2 separate regions of the Muntiacus reevesi genome follow, and region 1 is linked to region 2. A link is a contact called in public Hi-C data. All regions are on one chromosome and are shown on one strand. Each heading gives the region's core, a stretch centred on a gene start, on an enhancer-like site or on the middle of the called end of the contact. The rest is flanking DNA. Distances are from core to core; before and after follow the strand shown.

The links. A called contact is a pair of places that touch in the nucleus more often than the background predicts.
Region 1: a Hi-C map of muscle shows a contact between it and region 2, with 5 times the contacts expected there. The contact joins the promoter of EXOC4 here to the promoter of CHCHD3 in region 2. A contact is called at or near these places in 2 of 3 Hi-C or Micro-C datasets (blood and muscle).

What each region holds. Positions count from the first base shown.
Region 1 is chr6:91,968,266-91,973,796 of mMunRee1.1, reverse strand. EXOC4 (exocyst complex component 4) reads right to left here and starts at 2,250. Exons shown (of 18, transcript XM_065939452.1): 1 at 2,126-2,250. The coding sequence starts at 2,211.
Region 2 is chr6:91,820,133-91,825,547 of mMunRee1.1, reverse strand. CHCHD3 (coiled-coil-helix-coiled-coil-helix domain containing 3) reads left to right here and starts at 2,655. Exons shown (of 8, transcript XM_065939307.1): 1 at 2,655-2,899. The coding sequence starts at 2,819.

The sequences.
Region 1 (5,531 bases), core at 1,001-3,500, 150 kb before region 2:
TCCAGTCTAAAACAAGGTCCTATGTAACCATGAACCCCAATCCTTACTAACCTTGCCCAGGATGCTAGGTCTGGACACTCCAATATAGCATGCTGGTAACAGATTATAAAAAAGTAAAAATGTTATTCAAGTGGTCTGAGGTGGCCAAGGACAGAGAAGAAAAATGAGTTAACAGTATACAACAGAAGTCAGAGTAAAAAATGTCCAGGTCCAAATCATGGTGGTAATGTGAAGGTAACAGAGATGGAAATAAGAGACACATGGGCAACCACCAAATCATATTCCATAACACCCAGCAGGAGATTGCTCCTGAAGAACATATAGGCACAGTCAACCAAAGGCAACGAATGTTTCCAATCAGTATCAGTAAAAAAAAAAAAAAAAAGCTTTAGTTTAATATAAAGGGTTTTTCCAAATATAAGACATTTTGGGTAAACTTAAATGACCTTTAAGAAAACTGATATACAAAATACAAGAAATGAGCAAAGACTACAAAATCATAAATACATAACTGAGAAGGTACATTTGTATATACTGCTATCTTCCCTAATCCCCACTCCACTTTTGTTGAAAATAACTGCTCCTTCTCCTAGATTTCCAGCACATTTCATCTGTCTCTTCTAGTCTTATGTCACGTTGTTACTTACATATTTTATCCCTCAAGTAGTCTACACTCTCAAGAGTACCATCATGTCAGATTCATCTTTGCAAAACTCGGGGCATTCACTCATTCATTCAACAAATATTTACTAACTACATAGTAAGTGCCAGGCTCTGTACAACACACTGGCACTAAACTTGTATTGTTTAAATGAATGTTGACTAAAAAGCAAAAATAAATAAATAAACAAGTTGAAAAAGGAATCCAAATAAATTCATGTATTATAGTTCCTCAGGAATGAAGCTGGGGAACTAAAAATATTGTACTTGGAGTTTTAGTATCACGATAAACATTTACACTACTTGTGTTTTGTCTTGGCAAGACTGGGTCCACAGGAAAACTGCATTTCCTCTGTATGACCTACCAAGTATATCACATACGTCCATAAAGAGAAGAATTATCCTCTTAATCCTAAAGAAAATTTAGTAATAATGATTTCATATGTCACAATCTTACTTCTAGAGAAGCCTAAATACCCATGAGATGGGTCTTTATCAGTCCATGAGCAGGTGGACTGTTCTAAAAGTTAGATCTGTTCATTCATTCAAATGCTTACTAACTACCAGATACTGTTGAGCCTGGGTTTTTAAAAGGTCATCAGAAGCCCACCAAAACTCAACCAAAAGTTTGGCATAGGTGGGGGAAAGGGGGAAGGAGATGTTTCATTTTATGAAAAATACATGGATTGAAATTCACGTGCTAACAGCATAACATGTCATAATACATTTTGTTCAGCCTGCTTTTAGCCACTCCCTTGAATCATCCTTAGCGGGTTCTGAATGAATTCTCCACTCTTACTATAATTTACTTTAAGAAAAAGTGGCCCCTAGAAGGTCGACCACTCCTTACTTCCACCATATACAGTCTGGGAAAATGATATGCATAGAGGATAACTTGAAATTTGTTTTGCTTTTTAAAGACTAGACAGGAATACGAAGGCAGAACAAAAGGCAGCATGGATGTGTGCCTTCAAATCCACAACTCTTCTGACCAGCTCACGACAGGCTATCGTATTTGAGGCTCAGCCTTTCACAGGTGGTTGGAGGTGTTCAACGTGTGAAAACAAAATCTGCAATTTGTGACAGAGGTCTGCGGACGTCAGGGCCTGACACCCAGAAGTCCAGGGAACAAGGTGAGCGATGCTGAAGACAATCAATACATGTATGAATAAGTGAACACACCTGGCTTTCTCTACCAAACCCCAAATAGCGTGCTTTTAGGGCCCGGGGACCCTAGTGGAAAGCTCTGGCAGTAAATCAGAAAAACACTGAGAGGCCAGGCTCCTCCCTCTGGCCCAACCCCAGAGAAAAAGTGAGAACTGCGGGGGCCCTTGGGAGGGGCTGGGGGGAGGCAAGGAGGAAAGGGAGGGGTCGGCAGGGTGGAACCCAGCTAACCCTTCTCCCTTCCAAAGCGGAAATCGAGCCGCTGCCCCCGTCCCCTGCCCCTGCCTCCTGCCTCCCTCACCTGATCACAGAGATGAGCAGCCCCGAGGGGTCTTTGCTTTTGCTGACTGTGCTTCTGTATTTCCCACCAGCTCCTTCTGCCGCCATCTTGGTGCGAGGGGGGAGAGCGGGTGGGCTGGAAGGAACCAAGTGTAAACTCTGTAATTGACCTCTCTGGAGAGTGCACCAATGGGAGAAAGGAAATCCAAAGTCACGGAACTGGATAACCCAATCGCTGAAGAGAGGAGGCGGGACCTAGGAAGTAAGGTTCAGGGGCGCTCTAAGCACTCTGGGAATTGTAGTTTCCTTCCGCGGTTCCAGGGCGCGCAGGAAAACTAATACAGTTGCGATTTAGTGAAATCTTCTTATATCTTTATTTGTACTTATTCTGATCTTGAGTTTTCCCCCCAGCTTTATTGTTTTTATAATTTTATTAGTTTTTAAATCATATTTATCTGATGATGCCAAAGTGCGTACATGGGGTGTGTGTTTCAGTAGGGTCTGTGTTTGATGCCTGTATGACAGTTTTAACTTTAAACACAAGTAGTTTTTTTTAAATCCAATAAAATGCGGAAATGGATAGATACAGAAATTCTTTTCTGTAGTATTATCTAAAACTAAATGCTTACGCATTCGTTTAATGTGTGAATTCAGTTATTTTGTTATTTCCGGACAATTCTAAAAAACATGCAAAGAGCAACACACAAATGGATATTGATAAAGAAAACAGAAAAACCCAGAAGCAAAACTGACCAGTTTGCAGATTCCTTTTCTTCTCAAGCTAAATAAAATATAACTGGCAATAATGCACAAATATGCTTTATTAAGATTTTTACTGGTAAGTTTTCATATGTCCTGCATCTGGCTCAACTGGCTTAGTCATAAATTCAGTAGATGAAATGAAGAGAATAAGATTACCATAAGAATGGAAAGTGCATAAATTGAAGAGGGAAGGTAGTGAGTGATCTGCTTAGTAGCAGTAGAGATGAAAGAACTTCAGAGATGAATAGAAAGCAAACAGAGAGGTCCTGGAGCTGTGAAATAGCAAGCACAGAGCACCTCCTCTACTTTGATTAGGCAGGTGTCAGTTGGCAGAGGTTCACAGTGATTTTATAAAATAACTTGCAGATACACACACACACACACACACACACACACATATTTTTTTTTAAGTGTTCCTTACCTTTGGCTCAATAATTCCAGTTCTAGGGGTTCTGATTCTAGAGAAATAGAGATTCAGAAAAAAAAATTTTTTAATTCTTAAAACAACATAGAAGTATTAAATAAATTATAGAACATCCACACAAGAATATAACATGTAGCCACTGGAAATCATAATTTTAGTGGTTTTTGATGAAGAAAAGATGTTCATGATATACTTGCAAAAAGCAGGTTATAAAAGTAAAGAATGCACATATGTGAAAAGGGGTAATTGAGCCTAGTGGCTAACGATGTAGGCAGTAAGAAGAAAAAAAAACAGGATCACCTCAGTTGATACAGAAAAAGGTTTAGACAGAATTTAACAACCTTTTCATGATAAAATGCTCAGAAAACTGGAAGTAGAAGGGAATTTATTCAATATGATAAAGATTGCTTATTAAAAACACGCAGCTAACACTCAGTGGTCAAAAACTGAATGCTTTTCAGCTGTGATCAGGTACAAAACAAAGATGCCCACTTTGCCACATCTGTTCAGTGAAGTACTGAAAAGTCTAGCCAAAACAATTAGGCAAGTAAAAAATAAAAGGCATTCAAATTAGAAAGGAAGAAGTAAAACCATCTCTATGTGTAGAGAAGGTGGTTGACATATGGAAATCCTAAAGAATTTTTTAAAAGCTATTAGAGCTAATAAATTAATTCAGCAAGGTTGCAGGATGCAATATGAAAACAAAAATATCAATAGTATTTTTAGACACTAGCTATGAACAATCAAAAAAGGAAATTAATGAAACAATTCCATTTACAATAACATCAAAAAGGATAAAATATTTAAGAATAAATTTAACCAAAGAGATGAAAGACTTAACCACTGAAAACTACAAAACTTTGCTGATAGAAATTAAAGTAGATGTAAATAAATGGAAAGACATCCTGTGAGCATGGCTTGGAAGAATTAATATCATTAATATGTCAGTTCTCCCTAAAGCTATCTACAAATTCAGTGCAATCCTTATGAGAATTCCAATAGTCTTTTTGCAGCATTGGAAAACCTGATCCAAAAATTTAAATACAAGGGATTTACATGTATTGCAAGGAACCTCAAATAGCCAAGAAGAATCTTGAAAAACCTATGGTTTGATATGTGGTATATGATTGAGGTATCAACAAAATGTGCCGTAATAACAAAATGTGACATATCAGTATCCAATGGAATATTATTCAACCATAAATGGAAATGAAATACTAATACATGCTACATCATTAATAAAACTTGAAAACATTATACTAAGTGAAAGAAGCCAGACGCAAAAGGCTCCATAGTGTATGATTCCATTTATTTAAAAAAAAAAGATACCTAGATTAGAAGAATTCATACAAACAGAAAGCAGATGGGTGATTTGCAGGGGTTGAGAGGTGGTGGGAATGGAGAACAACTGCTTTATAGACGCAGGGTTCCTTGTGATTCACTCCCAGCCCTTCACCTGCTTGTTAGATTATCTTGGTGTGTGCATGCTCAGTTGTCTCCGACTCTTTGCAACCTCATGAACTGTAGTGCACCAGGCTCCTCTGTCCATGGGATTTCCAGGCAAGCATGGTGGAGTGAGTTGTCATTTCCTCCTCCAGGGGATCTACCCAACCCAGGGAACAAACCGGAGTCTGCAGTGTCTCCTGCATTGGCAGGAAGATTCTTTACTACTGTGCCACCAGAGGAGCAGACTGTCTCAGGTGAGTTACTGAATCTTTCTGGGCCTCAGTTTTCTTATCTATAAAGCATATTATAGAACTTCCTTTAGACAATTATAGTAAGACTGTAAAATATACATGATCAGCACTTTGTAAATAGTACGTGGACCATGAACTTCCAGATGTTCAAGCTGGATTTAGAAAAGACAGAGGAACCAGAGATCAAATTGCCAACATCCGCTGGATCATTGAAAAAGCAAGAGAGTTCCAGAAAAACATCTATTTCTGCTTTCTTGACTATGCCAAAGCAAGTGACTGTGTAGATCACAACAAACTGTAGAAAATTCTGAAAGAGATGGGAATACCAGACCACCTGATCTGCCTCTTGAGAAATCTGTATGCAGGTCAGGGCGCAACAGTTAGAAATGGACATAGAACAACAGACTGGTTCCAAATAGGAAAAGGAGTATATCAAGACTGTATATTGTCACCATGCTTATTTAACTTACATGCAAAGTACATCATGAGAAATGCTGGGCTGGATGAAGCACAAGCTGGAATCAAGATTCCCAGGAGAAATATCA
Region 2 (5,415 bases), core at 1,406-3,905:
TGGGGATATAATGCAATGCTTCAGTACTTGTCTGTATTGTGAAACGATCAGCACAGTGAAGTCTAGCTAAGGCTTTTTCCTTGTGATGAAGACTTTCAAAATACACTAAAATTTAATATGCTGTGTTGTTTATCTAAAGTGTTTTTAGATTGCATTATAAGACTACTTATTAAAAAATTTATTTTCTTCTTTTTGGTCCTGCCCTGAGGCTTGCAGGATCTTAGTTCTCTGACCAGGGATCTAACCTGGGCCCTGACAGTGAAAGTGCTGCATTCTAACCACTGGACCACCAGAGAATTCCCCTCATTTAACATTTTAAAGAGATAAATATATATTCAAGATAACTAGTTTTCCTTGGTCTCTTTACTACCTCCAAGAAACCCTTTCTTTGTAATTAGTGAAGAAAGCTGAGCACCGAAAAATTGATGGTTTTGAACTATGGTGTTGGAGAAGACTCTTGAGAGTCCCTTGGATTGCAAGGAGATCCAACCAGTCCATCCTAAAGGAGATCAGTCCTGTGTGCTCATTGGAAGGACTAATGCTGAGACTGAAACTCCAATACTTTGGCCACGTCATGCGAAGAGTTGACTCATTGGAAAAGACCCTGATGCTGAGATGGATTGGGGGCAGGAGGAGAAGGGGACGACAGAGGATGAGATGGCTGGATGGCATCACCGACTCGATGGGCATGAGTTTGAGTAAACTCCGGGAGTTTGGGATGGACAGGGAGGCCTGGAGTGCTGCGATTCATGGGGTCGCAAAGAGTCGGACACGACTGAGCGACTGAACTGAACTGAGCTGTTGAATAAAATGATAACATGTCATAAATTCAATACTCTGCTGGTGGCCAGGGATACAGGGATGAAAAAGACACAATCTCTGCCCTAAGACTTTATTGTAATAAATCAGCACATAATTGAAGCTCAAAAATATTATTGCATTTTTATAGGTACCTTTGAAACAAGCTTTGATTTTTCCAGTAGTCATGTATGGATGTGGGAGTTGGACCATAAAGAAAGCTGAGCACTGAAGAATTGATGCTTTTGAACTGTGGTATTGGAGCAGACTCTTGGACTGCAAGGAGATCAAACCAGGCAATCCTAAAGGAGATCAGTCCTGAATATTTATTGGGAGGACTGATGCTGAAGTTGAAACTCCAATACTTTGGCCATCTGATGCAAAAGACCCTGATGCTGGCAAAGATTGAAGGTGGGAGGAGAAGGGGACGAGAGAGAGTGAGATGGTTGGATGGCATTACCAACTCAATGGACATGAGTTTGAGTCTGCCTACAATGCAGGAGACCGAGGTTCAATCCCTGGGTCAGGAAGATCCCCTGGAGAAGGCAATGGCAGCCCACTCCCATACTCTTGCCTGGAAAATCCCATGGATGGAGAAGCCTGGTAGGCTACAGTCCCTGGGGTCGCAAAGAGTCGGACACGACTGAGTGACTTCCCTTCCCTTGAGTAAACTCAGGGAGATAGTGATGGACTGAGCGACTTCCCTTCCCTTGAGTAAACTCAAGGAGCTCATGATGGACAGAGATGTCTGGTGTGCTGCAGTCCATGGGGTTGCAAAGAGTCTGATGTGACTGAGTGACTGAACTGAACTGAACTTGAAAGAAGAGGATGTCATGCTGTGTTGTGACTGGCTGCCTTTAATGTTGAAAGAGACTACCTGAATCACTAATCTAATTTCTAAAGAGAAGATATACACTTCTGTAAGACTAAGGTCATATGGGTAAACTTATATATGTCATAGAATATTTTCAAAAAATAAAATTTAAATATGTATTTAGGTAACATAACATTATTTATGTGTCCTGTAGAGGTGAAATACTTTTCTAGAAACTTTCCAAAGGAAAACTCCTCAACTTTGTCAGATATAGTTTTAATTACTCCACTAATTTACATTAATACTGTCTTTGACAATCACTTTTTTTCTGCCTGATCCTATTATGGTATAACTAGCTGATCTAATTGAAGTGGAGGGAGACAAAAGTGAACTCTCTGCAAGCTTGATGCAAATAGTTTTCTCTGTTTTCTTGTATGCAGATTTGGAAACCATAATATTTAAAAGTTTACTTTTCATAAAAAAGAAATAACTAGTTTACAAAATAAAGCCGTAGGCCAAATGCGGTGGTGTGCTTTGTTTTGTTTTGTTTTGCCTGGTTAAGACTAAAATAAAGAACATTTTGCCTCATATAATTGTGTATAGGAAAATAGGAAAGGCTCTATTAGGAGAGTGCAGATCCCTCATTAAACCGTGAGTTCCCTCCCGAAAGAGATTGTATCTTTTAACTTGGTAGCCTAAACTTTAAGGATCTCTTTAAGGATAGAATACTACCCTTAAAGCGTGCTTTCAAAGTTCCCCCAGTTACACGCCTTTTCTGCAGCCAAGACTACAACTCCCAGAAGGCCATACTCCTCTGGAACTCAAAATATGCAGGCGAGAAAAGTCCCAGAACCCATCGCACCAGATCGAGAATACAATTCCCACTATACCCAGGGACTCCGGAAACCTTGTCAAATACCACCTGTTGTCATAGCATCCGGGTCTGCGCTAACCAATCCGAGAGCCCATGCCTTAGAGAGGCGGGCCATTCATATCTTTGACCAATTGGAGTCAAATGTTGTTGTGTCACGTGACCGGAGGAGGCGGGAGCTCAGGACCGGCGCCTTCTCCTTGCCTTTTGGGGTCGTGGCCTTGCTCCCGCTGTGCAAGGCAGGAGTCTGGCCCCATCCACGCACGTGTGTGCCCGTGGCACCTGTGGTGTCTGTGCGTCCGTGCTAGGTCTCTGCCGGGTCAGAAGCAGAAGCCATGGGCGGGACGGCCAGCACTCGCCGGGTCACCTTCGAGGCGGACGAGAATGAGAACATCACCGTGGTGAAGGGCATCCGGGTGAGTGACAGTGGGCGGGCGGAGGGCCAGCATTCCGACTCGAACCCAGTATCTCTGGCCTTTCCAGGTTCTGCTCGGCCTGCTTTTCCCCACTTCTGCCGCCAAAGTGTTGTTCGGCCCGAAGCTTAGTTCCTTGCAAAGAAGGTGAAGTTTCTCAAGACTTGGGACATCTGTTCAGAGATATTTCCTGCTGTGTGCCAAGTGCTGAGCGCTGTGCTTGGGGACTGGGGGATGCCAGGTTTAGTTAGACCTTCTAAGGGCTCAAAGACCAGTTTAGACTGTACTGCTTTGTAGTCCTGGGACCTTATTTGAAAGCCTTGCCTCACTGTACCCACCTATGAAATGGGCTTGTCTCTCCTGGATTCAGAATTCAAACCTCTCTCAGGATGAACTTGGCGTTTTAAGGAGCATCTTATGTACTGTCTGTCGTTGAGTACTCTTCCACTGACAAGCCCCCATTCCCCCAACACCCACCCACGCACACCTTAGACTTTTCTGCCGTGCTTCAGGTGACTTCTGGCTTCTCCTTCACTTTCACTTGACATCGTGTCTTTCCCAGACTCCTCCTCTTGTGGCCTGTTGTTTACAAATTTTGGACTAGGCCCAGTGGCTTCTAGACTAACGTCTGCCGGCCTCATAGAACTGGAGGTAGTTTGCAGGTTTTCATATCACTAGGAGTAGTACAGTTTGTTTTGACCGAGATGTTAGAGAAAAATTTTAAATGCTCCCTGCGCATGCTTCATACTTAAATCGAAAGCTTGATTTTTCTCTAGGGTGTCGGTATACCAGTGCTCACTTCATCAACACACCCTCCACCGCACCTGAATTAGCAGCCTCAAGTATTTGGAAGTATGATGACTGAACCTTGTAGATAAAGCAGTTTGACCCCAGAAAGTTTTATACTGTTTTCCTTCCTCTGCACTACATAACCAGCATAAGCAAATGTGTAAATTCTTTTTAGCATTGATTACGAGGAATTAAAACTTCTTAAATATTTGAAATGTTGAAAAACTTTTACTTTGCAACTGTTACCTTGAAGAATTTGTTAGTTTTCTTTATGAAAACAAACTGTTGAGCTCAACTTTTGGTCTGTGGCCTGCATTCCCTTGCATTAATGAATGGTGGTACCACATTTTGTAATAAGATGTCTGAGGCAGCATTCTTTGCATTGTTGAGGTTTAGTTGGTACTCTTTAAAATAAAAATTTCTGTAGGCTCTGAGTTTTATGTGGAAACTTGATTAATTTTGCCTTCAGAGGCTTTGAGTGTTAAACACCAGAGGGCGAAAAAGAAAAGTAAGAAGAAGAAAAGTAAGTTTGGGTTGAGAAGGCAATTGGCTAGAAAAAATGTTAAAATCCATGTTCTCATGCTTTAGTACAGGCACAGAGATGGCAGCAAACAAAACTAAAAGAGAATTGGGCCACAGCACAGAGATTCACGTCAAGTATTAGACAAGGTTAAATATGTTAAGTATGAAGAAAGTTTCAGGTTAGATTAAATGGAGAGATTGTCTTAAAGCCCCTTTTAAAAAAATGTTATAGGAAAAGAGGCTATGTCCTTTGACCATTCAATTTGGTGGAAATATTCTTTTATTTATTTTTTCTTTCTCATGGACTACATTTTATACGGTTATAATTCAAGCACATACCATGCTTCCTGTGACCTCTGTGCTTTGCTTTTCTTCAGTTTATACCCTTCACCTGGATTGCCCTTGGCAGCGTTCTCCCTGTTGCTTCAGATTCTTTTTCAAGGGCAATTTTCGATCTCTGAGCTTCAGTTTTCTCACCTGCAAAGTGATGGGGTTTGAGTACACCTGTAACCTCTGATCTGTTGTAATTCTGAAATTTTGTGCATCTAGCAGCACTATGAGTTTCTTGTAGCCATACTCAGCCTCCTGCACTTTCCCCTAAAAGTAGCATGCTGTTGAATTGTTGAGTACTTAGATATCATTCTGATTTCTTTGAGGTCATGGTCAAAAGAACATCAGTTAGTTGTTAAACAGACCTCAGTTAAGTTAATTAGGCATTTTCTTGTCTGCATTCTTGGACAGATCACTTCCCTGGTTATATTCCCTTATCCCCAAAGGGGAGTATCATCTCTTGATTGTGGTAAGAAGATGAAGTATTTAAAGCATATTGTAGATTTTTAATGAAAGGTAGCTGTTATTAAAATGATAGGGTTCCTTCTGCATCTCATGTTCTGAGACTCTTTGGAAGTCTGCAGTGGTAAGAGCATGTGCTTTGGAACCAGGCGAGCCTTAGTGTGCCGGCTGCGCTTCTCATTAGCTGTGTGCAGCTACTCGTAATACTTACCTATCCAGAATTGTTTTTGAGAATTTGACGTGATGTATGTAAGCGTCACTGGTGGCTCAAACAGGAGACCCAGGTTCAACCCCTGGGTTGTAAGATCCTCTGGAGAAGAGGATGGTAACCCACTCTAGTATTCTTGGCTGGAGAATCCCATGGACAGAGGAACCTGGCGGGCTACAGTCCATGGGGTCACAAAGAGTCAGACACG